Linked DNA regions of Mus musculus: region 2 is linked to region 1. A link is a contact called in public promoter capture Hi-C data. All regions are on one chromosome and are shown on one strand. The core of a region is the stretch at or near the end of the contact, and the rest is flanking DNA. Distances in the headings are between cores, read along the strand shown.

Region 1 (4,802 bases), core at 19-2,518:
AGGAACCTGTAGCCCATACCTGAAAGCAGCCTGTTGGCTCTTCATGAAGGGCAGGAGCTGTTTCGAGAGGGCAGACTGGGGAGCTTATCCTGTTCCCTGGGACAGAGCCTCTCTTCCTGATGGAAACAGCCAGCCCTTCCAGGCCAGGCACTGTTCTAAGGGCTGCCATCTATGGTATCACACAACCTCTCTCAATGCTCTGCAAAGGCTGCCCTTGTTATCCCGTTTGACGGAGGATTTCAGAAACTGGGGCTGAAGACATTTAAATGCTTACCCGAGGTTGCACAGGCAGTATAGGTGTCTGTCTTTGTTTACTTTTTTTAATGGCCTTAGTGATAAACACTAAGGCCAGAATCAGCTAGAGGACCGAAGGGTTTGTTTGGCTTAACATTTTCCCCGTCACAGCCTATCATTGAGGAAAGTCAGGGCAGGAACTCAAGCAGGAACCTGGAGGCAGGACCTGAAGCAGAGACCACAGAGGCTTGCTACTTACTGGCTAGCTTCTGGGGCTCACTCCGGCCTGCCTTCTTACATACCTCAAGAACACACCCTACAGAGTTTCCTATAGGTCCATCTGATGAAGGCGGGTTCTCCAGCCTTACAGAGTTTCCTATAGGTCCATCTGATGGAGGCGGGTTCTCCACTGAGATTTCTCTTCCCAGAGGCAGAGCTCGATGTGAGACTTTCACTAGGCAGATTGTTTATTTTGCCCTCTGAGAGGTCTGCCTGGCCAGGGAGATCAGCTTCAGTGTTCTAATTATCCACCGAGACTGAAGTGGAACTCAGGCCCTGGTTGGCAACATTCTTGCCACATACAAGTAAGGTTGCTGGTGAGGTTTCAGCCACAGCTCCAGTTCTTGGCTTCCTGGGAGGCCAAAATCATCTCCAGTGGCCATCCGTTTGCTACCTCAGTTGATCCAGGGTGAACATCTAACTCCTGTGCACAGCTCTTCAGAGTGGCCTGGGATTTTCTTTCTAGGGCAGTTGCTGGCTGAGTGTCTCCCACTGGAGCCTTCTCAAAGTTCAGAGAGGCTGGTCTCGAGCTGCGAGCTGCGCAACCTGCTGATCTGCCTCTCTGGACTTAAGGCTGTTGCTGTTTTCACAGCTCTCTGTAACTGTAGCCCAGGGCTGGCTTCTTAGGCAGCTGCAGGCTGGGCCTGAGGTAACTGCTCTGGGAGTTGCCTATTGAGAATGAACCAAGAGGGCAGCTGTCATCAGCTGGAGGTGTGGCCGCGGAACAGTCCTTTTCTTACCTCTGCTTTCAGGATGTGGGGTAATCAGATTGGAGACGAAGGGGCAAAGGCCTTCGCAGAGGCATTGAAGGACCACCCCAGCCTGACCACTCTCAGGTAACGTGCCTTCTGAGATATGGGCTCCAGGGACCTGGGGAGGAACTGTTGGGAGGGGGTGCCTGTCTTTTCTACTAGGGCAACATTGATTGGCACTTGGCTTCTCTTGCTGAAGTTTTCCTCAGTGGGTGTGAGTTTTTGGTCAAGTGCATTATTCTTAAGTGCCCAGTGAACAACAGGATGACACGGGACACCTGAAGCCCCTCAGTTTCTCCATGTGGCACCCTTTGTAGGGGCAGAGGCTAGGAGCAATATTCAAGCCCAGATAAAACGGAAGGGACACTGGCAGGCAGGTTCCCGTTCCTTCCTCTTTCTCAAATGACTCTAGGACAGAGGGGGCCCTCCCTTCCTGTGAACAGCCATCCATTAGTGTCCTTGCCTGACCCCAGAGCCTTGGAGTCTTAGAGTCTTATAGGCTCTACCATGGAAAGGAGTCCAAGACTCCATGGGTTTCTGAAACTCTCAGATGGTCTGAGCAGCCCTGTGAATGCCCTCACACATACAAGCCTGGCACAGTCCTCTTTCAGAGCACCAGGATCCCTTGGCCGTCAGCTCAGATGCAAACCCTGGAGTTCTCCCTTTGTTTCTACAAGGTCTTTTCAGACCCTCAGGCTCCTGCTGTTGGGCCAAGCACCCCGCTTCCTGCCTGGTGCTGTGTGCAGACAGATACTTCCCAGGTGACTGAGTGTCGACGGCAAGGCCAACCATGGACAGGCCTGTAATAATCCGTCCCCTGTGTCTTCCTTTCTAGTCTTGCATTCAATGGCATCTCTCCGGAGGGAGGGAAGAGCCTTGCGCAGGCCCTGAAGCAGAACACCACACTGACAGTAATCTGGTAACATTTTGAGTCATTTTTGAGGGTTGGGTCTGGTCATTATTGCCGAGGTTGCACGGGTTATGAACTCAGAACTGAAAAGCACTTCTTTATTTAAAAGGTGAATTAAATCTCTCCCAGCTATTTCCACAAACCCGGGCCCACCACAGGGATGAAGCAGGCTTTGCCACCTACTCTCAGCTTAGCTGAAGGTGCCAGAAGTCCCCTCAAAACAGGCCCAGCTTTCACACGCCTGGCCCAAAGGCACCTCCCCTTCCTCCCCTCCCTCCTCCTTCCTCCCCTCCCTCCTCCTTCCTTCCCACCCTCCTCCTTTCTCCCCTCCCTCCCCTTCCCCACCTTCCTCCCCTCCCCTTGCACTGCTGTTCATCCGTGCAGCTGCCTCTTATCATTCCTCACATCAGGACTTGGCATCCATGCCCCAGATGGCTTGTCTCTAGAAACCTGGAATCCTCCCACTTAGTAAGTGGGTGTTACAGATATGGCTTTTGGGTACCCCCCCCATCTCTCTTATAGGCCATTTAACCCTTCACTTCCCACTATCTTTATTTGTGAGCAGGTTGAATTACCCTGCTGTGTACTCTTGCCTCCCCATACTCATGAGACCTTGCTAACGTAGTGTTAGTTACTTATTCTTTTGCTGGGACAAAAGACCTGAGAAAAGTAGCGGAAGGAGGAAAGGATTTATCTAGGCTCACGGTTTGAAGCTACTGTCCATGCCTCGTCCATGCCGCTAAGGATGGCATGGTAGCAGGAGCGTGAGACAGCTGTTCACACTGGGGGTTGCGGGGGAGCAGAGAGGTGAGCACTGATCCTCAGCTCACTTTCTCCTTAGCACGACGGTGCTCCAGCCCGTGGAAGGGTGGTGCTCCAGCCCGTGGAAGGGTGCCATCCGCATCCAGCATGGGGCTGCCTACCTCAGTTAACCCAATCTAGAAACTCCCCATATCATGCTCAGAGGTTGGTCTTCCCGGGGAGTCTAGATCCTGGCAAGTTGTCCATCAGTATAAACCATTACCCATACTTACTGAAAATCCCATGTTCTGCCCGGTGGAGTGGAGAACACCTGTAGCCCCAGTATCCAAAAGGCTGAGGCTGGGGGATTGCATGCTTAACACCATCCTGCTTTTCATAGTGAAAGCCTTACTCAAACAGTAACAACATGAAATCGTTTTTTGGATTTTGTTTTGTTTTGTTTTTTTGACAGTTTTGACATTGGATCTTCTGGTCAGTCAGTAGACTTTTTAAAAGTTATTTCCCTTCCAAAAAGTTAGTATTTTTAAATAACATATGCTTTGTAGGGGAAAATGTGCACATTCTATTTCTGCTTCTTAGAATTTTTCATGGTTTCCAGATAGTATTTTTCTCCTCTAATCTTTCTGTATGTATGAATGTATACAAAACAGAAGTACACTTGACTATTGGCTATATGCTAACACAGCTGTTCACTATGCACTGCGAATTTGATGTATCCATTCTTGTCAGGATGTCTCGCCTCCACATTGCTGATGTTTTGGCTGTTGCTTGGAGCTGGCCCGAACTGGAGGGTATATAAAAGCCTCCATGGCATCTGCCTGTTAGGTGCCAGGAGTACCTCAAATTGTGGTGGTCAAAAAGGTCTCCCTCAAAACATTGTTAAGTGCCCAGATCCACACCGGTTGGGGGCGGCTGCTCTGTATGAACAAGAATGTAGATTTCTTAATGCAGGCCATGGGTCCCTCTGCACTTCCACACATGCAGACTCATCACACCTGTGATGGTTTGCATATGCTGGGCCCAGGGAGTGCCACTATTAGAAGGTGTGGTCCTGCTGGAGTAGGTGTGTCACAGTGGGCCTGGGGTTTAAGACCCTTATCCTAGCTGCCTGGAAGTCAGTATCCCCACAGCAGCCTTCCGATGAGGATATAGAACTCTCAGCTCTGCCTGCACCATGCCTGCCTAAAATCTGCCATGCTCCCACCTTGATGATAATGGACTGAACCTCTGAGCCTGTAAGCTAGCCCCAATTAAATGTTGTCTTTATAAGAGTTGCTTTGGTCATGGTGTCTGTTCACAGCAGTAAAACCCTAAGACACTACTCATTCTGTATGTAGTATACTGTTGCTCTTCACACTTGCCCATGCTAAGACCAGACACAGTAAATCACTTGCCTGAGTTGTCTCTGCTAGTCAGTGATGTAAGGCCAGCAAGCTGGTGTCCAGAACACTCTAACACTGCCTCCTTCTTTGTCTATCTTACCGTCTCTAAGACAATACACCTTCGAATGGATGCCTGCTATTTTATCGGTCTTGTCTGTTGACGGGTACCTAAAATTGTTCGCATTTTGCATCCTGAGCACAAAACCCCTGAGTGTGTTGCAAAGTCTAAACCTTTGTTACACATCTTTTTCCTTTTCAGTACTGAGGTTCAAGCTCAGGGCTTTGGGCACGCTGGGTCATAGCTCTGACACTGTTCTCTATTTCCAGTTCTTGCATTCTTTTTTAAAATTTGAAATATACGGAGGCTGGCCTCAGACTCACGATCCTCCTACCTCTGAGTAGCTGGGGTTACCGTTACCACTTTTCTTAGCTTTAATGAACGTCTTGTACACATCAGGGTGACTTTCTAGTCCGATGGTTTTT
Region 2 (4,801 bases), core at 98-2,597, 120 kb before region 1:
CTAAAAGTATCCTGTCATATCAGTGAGCAAGGAAGTTACCGAAGAGTGCTAAGGTGTACTGAGAGACTCAGTGGACACTCCTGCAGCTCAAACGAGACAGTCCAACCATCAGCAATAGCTACCACTAAAGGAGAAGTATCAGTCTTTAATTCCTAAATCAGAACTGAGAACAGCACAAAACCGTGCAGACAGGTGGGATCTCACTGCGTCCATTTGGACTTTATGAAAATGATGGCCCGTGCACTTTTAGATGGATAGTAAGGATCCGACACATCGTTTAAAGCAAGATAGAGGCATGGGTCAAAGATGGAGTCTCCATTTTCTTTATGGCTGAAAAGGGAACTTTCCCATTTTCTTCAGTCAAAAGAAACAGCAGAGGACAAAGTCATTTTGGAATGCTTGTCATCCAGTGGGCCTGGGCCATTTGCACAGTGACGGCCCCATGAAGACGAGCGAGCACGTACCAAGTGTCTAAGCTCTAGTGATGACACAGTCAGAGATGAACAAGCAGGGCCATGTGAATAGTGACAAGATTTTTTTCTCTAACATTTATTTTATTTTTTACAATAAAAAGTTTTAAAGCTGACTTTACGAATCTGTAAATGCAGACAAAGGTCAACAAAGCTTGGGGGTGAGGGGAAGCAAGGGAAGTAAGCAGTCCCAGTTGAGACCACACAGACAGACAGGGAAACAAGGAAGCAAGCATCAGTGGCTGAGTCCACACAAGGAAAGAAAGAACTCTTCCTATGGATGAGTGAATCTGCGCTTCAGAGACGCTCCCACAGTCCCACAGTGGCACTGGAATCACGGCATGAACTAGTATGGCTTTGCCATGACATGGCTCCATACCAGCTGGGCTTTGAGCCATGAGGCTAGAGGTCATTTCTGAGAACTGTGTCAGCTGCCATCCTCACTCTTCACTGAGGTTTTATATATAACAACTGCAACAAAAATCACTGTCCTGAATACGAAAGTCTAGTGTTCAAACTGCAATCACAGGTCCTCAGGTCTCAAAGTTTACTTTACTTGGAAATGAAAGCAACAGGTAAGATCAAAGACACACTCCAAGGCATATATATGACTATATGCCTTGGAGTTAGTAATGCTGAACGGAAAACAAGAAATCAGAGGGGGAAAGGCAGGCATAGTGGTGCACAGCTTTAATCCCAGTAGGCAGAGGCAGGACAGCCTGGTCTACATAGTGAGCCAGGACAGCCAGAGCTATGTAGTGAAACCCTGTCTCCAAAAACAAAAAATAAAATAAATCAACGACAATTAGTGGCATCTCTCACTTCCCTTTAATAAACATGAAGCCTTGGAAAAGGAAGGAAATAGAAGGAACCCATGAGACTGAGGCCACAGGCCACAGGTCCACTCCCAGCGCTGGAAAGAGCTGCAACTGTAGTAGAAGTATAATTAAAAAAAATAATAATAACAACTTTCTAAACTTAACAGCATTAGTGTGACAAGCTTCAGGCAAGTGACAAACTAAACATCACAGGGACTGACACTGCTAGATGGGTAAGCAAGCAGACTAACAAAGTGTTTAAATAAAGAAGAAAATTTTACATCTGATGTTGGAAGGCAAAACTAATTATCAGAGAAGAATGTACATGCTTAAAAGAAAAATAGGCTAAGGGTAGCAAAGAGTCTAGCAATTTCCATGAAAGAAAAGCAAAATGTTAAAAATCAGCATGGTGGCGAAGGCTGATGAGGAATGCCAATTCAAAAAGATTTAAAAACAAACAAACAAAACAAAATAACCCAAAGTGGGTAGGTGGGACAGTTCAGTGGGAAAGGGTATTCAGCACCAAGCCTGACGGCCTGAGTTCAAACCCAGGGATCTATGCAGAGGAAGGAGAGTGCCAACCTGACTCCCTATAGCTGTTGTCTGGCCTCCACCCTAGACCACAGCAGGGGCCACTCCTTCTCTCACAAGGTAAATAAGTAAACTTGACAAAACCAAAACAAGCCAGCAAATGTGAGAGTTCTCTACCCAGTTTTAGACAGACCAATGGGCTTTAGAGCTAGGCATGAATGCTATGCTTGTAATCCCAACAACTGAGAGGCTGAGGCAGGGGGATCACATCAAGCTGGTGGCCAGCTTGTGCTAGTCATGAGGTCTAGACTACTTTGGGCTAGACAGAGACTTCGATGAAAAGACACAGGAAGAAAAGTAGGACCACAACTGTTTGTCGTTAGCCACAGAAGAAAACGTGAGGTATGCTCCATGACTGACACAGTGTAAGAAAAACTGTAAATGCATTTTGCTCAGGCAGAACTCCAGACAGGCGTGGGTTGTTCTGATGTGTCTCCCGACTGCTCACCTGGGCCAAGACACTTTCCATCTCTGACTTCTTCTCAGCAGAGCACTTCTTATCTGACATCAGTTTCTGTAAATGAGCTAGAACAACAGTGCTGGTAAGCGACAGTTTCCAGCAAGGAAGGAGGGCACATTCTGAGCGCCAATGCTGGGCAATGAAGACAAATACAAACTATATATTTGGGATAGGGGTGGGGAGAGGCTGGAGAGATGGCTCAGCAGGTAAGAGCACTGACTGCTCTACTGAAGGTCCTGAGTTCAATTCCCAGCAACCACATGGTAGCTCACAGCCACCCATAATGAGATCTGACGCCCTCTTAAGGGGAATCTGAAGACAGCTACAGTGTACTTAATTATAATATTAAATAAATCTTTAAATATATATTATATAAATAAAATTTATATATTATATATGAATATATTATTTATTTATTTTATGTGTATATGAGTACACTACTGCTCTCTTCAGACACCAGAAGAGGGCATCAGATCCCATTACAGATGGTCATGAGCCACCCTGTAGTTGCCGAGAATTGAATTCAGGACCTTTGAAAGAGCAGCCAGTGCTCTTACCCGCTGAGCCATCTCTCCAGGACCCGAAGCTAATGTTCTTATCTTCTACTTGTTCACTGACACTTTCGCAGGGAGGTCTTGATGTTACCTAGGTAGAAAACCTCGTGCTGATGATGGAATCCAGGACTCTAAACATGCTAAGCAGTCTACCACTGAACTACAGTCCCGGCCCATAATAATGTCTTGATCACTTGCTGATTAGAAAAATTACTACCTGAATATAACTAATCTGTAGGTGACTCTGTAACATAAGCTTGAAACGTATGTTTAGTCTGAATATGTTAAAACAAGCCAATTTTTAAAAAACAGAAAAACTTGAGAAATAAGTCCAACCTTGTTTTGATGAAGTACAAGAAAGATGCAGACGCATACCTTTCAACAGGTGGTCTGCTCGGAAGCACTCTCCGTTCTTCACGTCCTTCACCATGAAGTCAGCAAATTTGTCTACGTGGCCAGAGGTCCTAAGTGAACAAGCAAACCAACAAGTGAACACACACTTCTAGTTACTTCAAATGATGTTCTGCTGGGACACACAAGTGAAAGGATGTCTTGCTAGAGCAAGCACGTGAAAGACTGTTCTCCTGAAGCAGACATGTGAGAGGACACTTGATAAATATGACCCCACAGACAGTGGGGGATGAGTGCTGAGCCTCGGTTTGCTCCACCTTTCTAGTCTCTGCTCACCACAGGCATGTATTGGTTCACCTTAAGTTGTGTTGTCGAGCTCAACTTGTGCTAACTCTGCCATTGAGAGAAACTTGCCCAAGAACTGCTCCTGAGACCCCCACAGCAGCTTTTAGCTTCTGCAGCCTCATCTCAGGCCAGCTGGGGAGCCTGGTGGTTTCTCCAGGATTGAGCTACAGCTGCCTGGTGTCTGCTTGCTCAAAGGACTGGACCAAAGCTGTTGGTTAGAGCCTGTTGTCTGCCTGCCTAGAGGACTGGTCTGCAGCTGCTGAGCCATATTTGGTGTCTGCTATGCGACTGAACTGCTGAGAAAGAAGAGCAAGCTCACCCTAAACAACTACTGCTGAACAGGTCCACTTCCCCCACATCCTAAAGACTTTTCTCTTCCACTACCTCTGCTGGGTGGTAGGGTAGAGGAGAGGGTGAACCCTTATTAAAAGTACGTACAAAAAATCTATGCTTACAAGTATGTTTATCTAGAGTTTAGATTCATGCATATCAAGATGGAAACTACATCTAAAGTAACAATATATGGCAGACAGAGACACATGCCCTGAGAAAACTTTCTTCTACCCTCTCAAGTATTTCTTGCCCAGGAAAAAAGAGATTAGCTAGATTATACACATTTACAAACTGTCTTAAGGCTATATGACATTTCAGGATAATTCAAGCTTAGCGAAGGCCAAAGCCATCAGGGATCTGATGAGCTAAGACTCACAGCTCAGCAGATCCTCACCTACAGTGACTTTAGTATTTAGTTACTGTAAGTGAGACAATTAGCTCAACGAATTTATCCAGATCTTACAGACTCATCAACGGGGACACCTCGGATTACTAAGAGCACCTCAAAGAGGCTAATAATAAGAACTGCTCCTTCCCAGACAGCATTAAATGGTAATAAGGGTGAGACACAAAGAGATAAGAATTCCTCTTGCACAGTTACAGAAACCCCACCCTACCTGCAATAATCTTGAATCTTATCCTTTGCATTTAGGTGAGAATGCCTACTATACTAGCATTTTACACCATGGAAATAAATAGCCAAGGGAATATCCACAAATGTAGCTATGCAAACACAAATTCATAAATACTTTAACTTAAATCCGTCAGTTAGCACACTAAACTATGTTACACTTGTAAAACAGAACATTATGCTATCATCAAGAAAAATGCTTTTTAAAATTATTCATTCGCTGTATGTCCGTATGTGGGTGTATGTGA

What was found. Capture Hi-C pulls out chosen DNA fragments and counts their contacts.
Region 2: a contact with region 1 is called in a promoter capture Hi-C map of adipose tissue. The contact joins two enhancer-like sites. A contact is called at or near these places in 5 of 484 Hi-C or Micro-C datasets (the AML12 cell line, embryonic stem cells, myeloid progenitors and 1 more), 3 of 115 datasets of contacts at active chromatin or transcription factors (effector CD8 T cells, embryonic stem cells and memory CD8 T cells) and 2 of 9 other capture datasets (adipose tissue and liver).

What each region holds. Positions count from the first base shown.
Region 1 is chr6:54,930,942-54,935,743 of GRCm38.p6, reverse strand. Nod1 (nucleotide-binding oligomerization domain containing 1) reads left to right here. Exons shown (of 12, transcript NM_172729.3): 8 at 1,266-1,349; 9 at 2,101-2,184. Among named protein-coding and RNA genes, the nearest start is that of Nod1, 39 kb to the left of the region's middle. Within about 2 kb of position 1,268, at least 54 of the 459 cell types and tissues checked have an H3K27ac peak or open chromatin away from gene starts, as enhancers often do. A contact at or near this core is called in adipose tissue, where this site is marked.
Region 2 is chr6:55,050,732-55,055,532 of GRCm38.p6, reverse strand. It overlaps Gars (glycyl-tRNA synthetase), which reads right to left. Exons shown (of 17, transcript NM_180678.3): 5 at 3,269-3,357; 6 at 2,328-2,404. Among named protein-coding and RNA genes, the nearest start is that of Gars, 15 kb to the right of the region's middle. Within about 2 kb of position 1,347, at least 11 of the 459 cell types and tissues checked have an H3K27ac peak or open chromatin away from gene starts, as enhancers often do. A contact at or near this core is called in adipose tissue, where this site is marked.